Linked DNA regions of Sus scrofa: region 1 is linked to region 2. A link is a contact called in public HiChIP or PLAC-seq data. All regions are on one chromosome and are shown on one strand. The core of a region is the stretch at or near the end of the contact, and the rest is flanking DNA. Distances in the headings are between cores, read along the strand shown.

What was found. HiChIP or PLAC-seq counts read pairs in DNA pulled down with a chosen protein or histone mark.
Region 1: an H3K27ac HiChIP or PLAC-seq map of alveolar macrophages shows a contact between it and region 2. The contact joins two enhancer-like sites. A contact is called at or near these places in 7 of 47 Hi-C or Micro-C datasets (alveolar macrophages, embryonic fibroblasts, fibroblasts and 4 more) and 1 of 2 datasets of contacts at active chromatin or transcription factors (alveolar macrophages).

The regions. Positions count from the first base shown.
Region 1 is chr7:20,335,100-20,337,937 of Sscrofa11.1, forward strand. The region is part of intron 33 of CARMIL1 (F-actin-uncapping protein LRRC16A); the gene reads left to right. Among named protein-coding and RNA genes, the nearest start is that of SCGN, 53 kb to the right of the region's middle. Within about 2 kb of position 1,367, at least 21 of the 83 cell types and tissues checked have an H3K27ac peak or open chromatin away from gene starts, as enhancers often do. A contact at or near this core is called in alveolar macrophages, where this site is marked.
Region 2 is chr7:20,229,375-20,232,495 of Sscrofa11.1, forward strand. CARMIL1 (F-actin-uncapping protein LRRC16A) reads left to right here. Exons shown (of 37, transcript XM_013977486.2): 14 at 903-980; 15 at 1,131-1,207; 16 at 2,473-2,577. Among named protein-coding and RNA genes, the nearest start is that of SCGN, 160 kb to the right of the region's middle. Within about 2 kb of position 1,722, at least 3 of the 83 cell types and tissues checked have an H3K27ac peak or open chromatin away from gene starts, as enhancers often do. A contact at or near this core is called in alveolar macrophages, where this site is marked.

The sequences.
Region 1 (2,838 bases), core at 117-2,616, 110 kb after region 2:
GCATTATTTTTGAACCTCTTTTTAAAAGTTGTGCATTTTTTTCTTCCCTTTTTATCTGTTTTTTTTTTGTTGTTGTTGTTGTTGTTTTTCTGTAGCTCCTTGAGGATGGTATCCTTATTGTGATCACTAAGATTAACGTAATGAAGCCAGGCTTTGGTTTCTGTGCATTCGCTTGAGCTTTTATGTCTGTAAAACTGGGTTCCTCAATGAAAGGGAAGTTGCACATCGATTTTATCTAAGTGTCAGAATAAAATAGTTCATCCCCCTTGATTTTCGGAAAGTACATGGTAAACTGTATACCGGGACACGGAGGGCTGTTTTATATTACTTCTAAATGACTAATTCTTTTTTTTTTTTTTTTTTTTTTCATGAAATCCTGCATCCCTTTTGATTTGACAGCTATTCACTATAGTTCTTCCACCAGTACCATTTTCCTAGTCTCAGAGCCCTCCTGACTTTAGCTCTCAGGGAAGAGTGGAGGGGGTAAGACTACGTTCTGATAATTCAACAAGGGAGACATGATGTGGCCTTTGCTGGTCAGAATTTTGAATAAATACTGCGACTATGTCATTGATGAGTCAGACGGCCAAAGAAATGTTTATATTTTAATCTGTTTTTAGAGAATTTCTTTACAACCAGGAATGCACTGTTTTCACTAATGAGCTGTTTATTTTATCACTGTTTCCACTGATGCCTTTGGATAGAGAGATGAGCAGTGCCGGAGGGTTTCTTCCACGTGCTTTGGATTTGATAAATAAATTGGCTCATGGTGACAAAATTCTTAGGATTTAAGTTTTATTTGTTCGACTTAAAATCTTTGAGCGCCATCTAGTGTCTATTTAAAACAACGATAATAAAAAATCCTTAGGCTTTAACACTTGAAATCAGTCAAGGGTGTTCCATCAGCACAATAAAATAGTAAGTTTTTCATAAATTCATTTTAGGATACTTCTCCCTAAATTATATGACTGTGTTCTCTATAAACTATCAACATAATACCAGAAGTTAATATACTATTGATAAAAAAAAATTATGTTGTCTTCACTTTCCTCTTCACACTATTCACTTTTACGTAGATGTATTTAAAGAGCTGTAAAAATGAAAGTATGGCACTTATTATTTTATTTCATTTATGTATTTCTTTTTGTCTTTTTAGGGCCGCACTGGCAGCCTGTGGAAGTTTCCAGGCCAGGGGTCAAATCAGAGCCGTAGCTGCCGGCCTACGCCACAGCCACAGCAATGCAGGATCCTTAACCCCCTGAGCGAGGCCAGGGATCAAACCTGCATCCTCATGGATACTAGCCAGCTTCGTTACCACTGAGCCATGACGGGAGCTCCGGCACTTATTATTTATTAACAAAGGAGACTAACTAAAGGTATTGAAAGCTTAGCAGCCACATCTTTTCTTCTGTGGCCCCTATAATGAGGTTATCATATCCTCATTCTGGTTATTGACATTAGGTTATTATATCCTCATTCTGCATAGGCATTTGGGAGATTTATAACTACCTCAGAAAGCCTAGAAGGAAAAAGGGAAGACAACTCCTAGGATTATATTTTAAGTGTAGCCAAGTAAGACACCTACATCATTTAAGGAGGCTCTTACTCTCAGATGCCAGCCCCGTAGCTGCCAGAGCCTGAGAGACAGTTCCTCCTTCAATGCGCCCTGAGTGCCTTGCTTATCTCACCTTCCTTCTAGCTCTGTTTAAATGCTCCACCTTATCTTTTGTGTGTGAGCACAGTTCCGGAGGACTCCACATTCCAAGAAGCCATAAAAGGCGAGGCCAGGCACTGTGCATTTGAGGACTGCTTAGGCACAGCCTCTGGACAGCCTGGGGTCAGGGGCAGTAGCGCCCCCTGCTGGTGTGGGCTGGCTATTCAAGGCTCGTCCCTGGCCCTGCAGACTCTTGTCCAAGGCTCAGAGGGGGCTCCACGTGCAGCCCGTGGCTCGGGGCTTCCTTTCCTTGGGAATCAGTTTTGCATAATGGTGGCAGAGAATTGCCCACTCTTGGTGTAGCACTCGTGTACACATTTCTTCTGAGACCCGTTCTGCACCCTCCACTGGTGAAAGTGGAACATGTGTACACTTGCTGAGAAATGCCCCTGCATTCCTGCTGTGTTCACTGCTCCCCTCTGACACTGCCGTGCTCCTGGCGGGGGTGTGGCTGTGGCAGATTGTGAATGTGTCAGAGCTCAGCTGTGTTTCAAATAATCTCTCCTCTTTCATCCAAAACAACTTAAAGCTTGGACCTGGCAGCCACTATTTGCTTTTAGGTTTGTCAGAAGCGCAGGTTGAGCTGGGAAGGAGAGGTTGGAGGGCCGACTCTCAGGAGTCGTTGTGCCTCCTGGTCTACTCACCCACTTCAACTTTTGTTTTTTTAGATGGGAGGTAGATGTAGATCATCTTTGCCAATAGAACTATTAGGTATCATTAAGCCAACACCAGACTTATCTTTTTTGTATCTAAATGCTCCTTCTTTTTTTGTTTTAAAAAGGGCCATGGGTGCAACATATGGAAGGTCCCAGGCTGGGGGTCGAATCAGAGCTACAGCTGCTGGCCCACACCACAGCAATGCAGGATCTGAGCTGTGTCTGTGACCTACACCACAGCTCATGGCAACGCCAGATCCTTATTGACCCACTGAGTGGGGCCAGGGATCAAACCTGCATCCTTATGAATGCTAGTCGGGTTCATAACCCGCCGAGCTACAATGGGAACTCCTAAATGCCTCATTCTTATGTGGGCTTTCTGCTCCATAAAGCAGGGGCTGACTCCCCCACTTCATCAGCCACAGCTCCTGCCCTAAGACAGTGGCGTCTCATCTTCCTCGTCTTTGC
Region 2 (3,121 bases), core at 472-2,971:
TCTCAAGTACCTGTAGCCAAGTCGCTACTCCTAAGAGTCTTTGCCAAGGACTAGAACTTCTTAGCGTAAGCTTGTTTGTTTTTGCAAGTATCTTATGGCATTCAGTGAAGCAAAGCAGAATTGGGCTATGTGCCTACTGTTAGTTAGGAACTTGGACTTGGTTTGTTATTGGTGGATGCTGACATTGCTATGCACACAGGGCAATTAGAGAATAACAGAGAGGTATTAATTGTGTTGTTTTCATAGCTTTGCACTAGGATGAGGGCGTACTTGAGGCATTGTGACCCCCTGAAAACTCAAGTGTTTTAGCTATAAGTGAGATTAAAACAACAACAACAGCAACAACAACAACAAGCCAATGAATAGTACTGTCAGGCCCTTTCTTGTTAGATTTTGGAAGTAACTAAAGGTAGAAAAATTATTTTGTTGAACTGAAGAGTGTGTAGCCTGAGACCACTATCTTGTGGTTAAAATTCAAATTAGTGGCTCCTTGAATACTTGCAAAGGTGATTAGCATTTTGATAGGGTGACTGTAATTCAGGTGGTTTTTCGATCTCAGCAGTTAAAATTAATTAGCACTGTTTCAAAATTGTACAATAAAAATGGAGCTAATCAGGAAAATGAAGTCATGTGTGACAAAAAAGGGGTTGGGTAGCCAAGGCTCCATTTGGCCTTTTTTAAACTTACACATAATTTAAAATAGTTTTTGGATTTTTGCTCTCAGGGAAGATAATGGAATGACAGAAAATTCTGCATGTCCTCTTGGGAAGAGGAGAAAATGATCCTGGAGGAATTGGGGCAATTTTCTTCTATAAATTAACCTGCACGGTGTGCTCGCATGTGTGTGTGTGCATGTGTGTTTCTGGATCCTAATATATTTGCTTTTTGTTTTTTATTTCAAGTCCATGTACAGTTTTTTGGCTCAGCCAAATGCCATTGCTCATCTGGATTTATCCAATACAGAATGTTCCCTGGACATGGTAACATATGTATTTTTATACATTGTTATGAGTGGGGGGTTGTGTCTCAGAACAGCTACTTAGCTGGGAAAGAATGGGCTTGCTCCCCAATAAAATATTCTCTTAGTTCTAGAAATATTTGAAAATGAGAGTGCTTCGTTTCTTTCTCAGGTCTGTGGAGCTCTTCTTCGTGGCTGCCTTCAATATTTAGCTGTGCTCAATCTCTCCAGAACAGTCTTTTCTCATCGGTATGGATTCATTCCTGCATTATCATTATCATCTAGGAGGGTCTTTCTCTCAGGGAAAGTGATAGTGAGATGAAAATGGTGATAAAGGGTGCTCATTGTGCATGAGAGAAGGAGATGGTCTTAGACCGTGATCTATGAATATTAGACCTTGAAGGTTCAAGTTTTTTATGCTTCTTTTCACCCCGGGTCTGTCTTCCATCAATAACTCCAGCCTGCCTATATGAACTAGATAATAAAGTACTATTTCTCATAGGTGGACAGGCCTTCTCTCTTAATATAGAAAGAGACTGTATGACTTACTATAACTTTCAGAAACTTCTGTAGGTGTGTCTCAGTAATGCACTTTGACGGTAAGTATCAGCCATCAGGGAAATAAAGAGAATAGTCATTCCAAAGCGCAGACACTTTAATTTGCAGAAGTGGAAGGTCAGCCTAAGTACCTTACTTGTCCCTTCCTGACTTAGAGTTGATTGCACAAGCAGGCGGTAGATTACAAGCAACAAGTATTCACACCCAGCAGCAACTGAGCACGCGAGAATGTGGAAGTATGTGGGTTATATGAGTAAGGCATTCGGGGGCCATAGTCATACAACTCAACACTTAATGCTCATAATCATTACCACAGGTCACAAGTCATATTTTACTCATTACATGCGTCTCTAAAAACAAGGAGAATTGCTTCATCTTAGGAATATCACTTTTTTTTTTTTTTTAAACTGGTTTGCATTTTAAAAGCTTTACGTTTTCAAAGGAAAAGCAGTCACTTTCTTGGAAAATTCAGAACTCGGCATGCTTTATTCTACAATTATGCCTCAAATGAGTTATTCTGTATTTGAACGTACTCTTGGTCTTTTACGTCAACAGAGACGTAAATCTTCACCATAATGAACATACGCCACAAATACCTCAATAGGATAAGATCAGAGAGTGTAAAGTGAAGGCGATAAAATGGTGAGAGAAGCTGAGTTTTCTAAGATCTAGGATAGAACACAATGAATTTCTTGACTGCAAAGAATAGGGATCAAATGATTTAAAGACAATGAGGTTTCTTAACCGCTTACCCATTTTTCAGAGTACATTGAATTAATTTTTGTAATGATCAGACATTTTGTTTCTTTTTAACCTTTAAATTTCTACTGAAGCTACAATCCATTCATGGGGTATTTCACAATATCTGAATTACCAGTGAGTAACTTTGCTAGTTTGGAAGTGTGGTGCTGAGCTGAGTTTAACTGCCAATGTGACTCGCATGTTTTATTTTTCAGGAAAGGAAAAGAAGTCCCCCCATCTTTCAAGCAGTTTTTCAGCAGTTCTCTGGCTCTGATGCAAATCAACCTTTCAGGCACAAAACTGTCTCCTGAGCCCTTAAAGTGAGTGGTTAATTCATTTTCTCTAGAGCTTTTAAAGTTCAATTTGTTATTATGAATGTGCTCGAGGGAGGGGGAAAAAGACATACAATCCTAAGACAGACAAGGAAGATGAAAATGCCTTTTTACTTTGGGTCACAAAGGAAATCAAATTCTTTTTTTTTTTAAAGCTGTTATTTATTTATTTGCTTTTGAGTGCCACACCCAGGGCATATGGAGTTTCCCAGGCTAGGGCGTCAAATCGGAACTACAGCTACTGGCCACAGCCACAGCAACGCAGGATCCGAGCGGTGTCTGCAACCTACACCACAGCTCATGGCAGCACCGGATCCTTAACCCACTGAGCGAGGCCAGGGACTGAACCCGCAACCTCATGGTTCCTAGTTGGATTTGTTTTCATTGCGCCAAGACGGGAACTCCCGAAATCAGATTCTTTTTGAGTACACTGTGCACTCTTGATATTATTGCATCTTCCATGAAAAAAAAAAAAAAAATCCTCCTTTGGTTTGTGACCTTGGCAGTAGTCACTGATCTAGAAAAGTTGTGC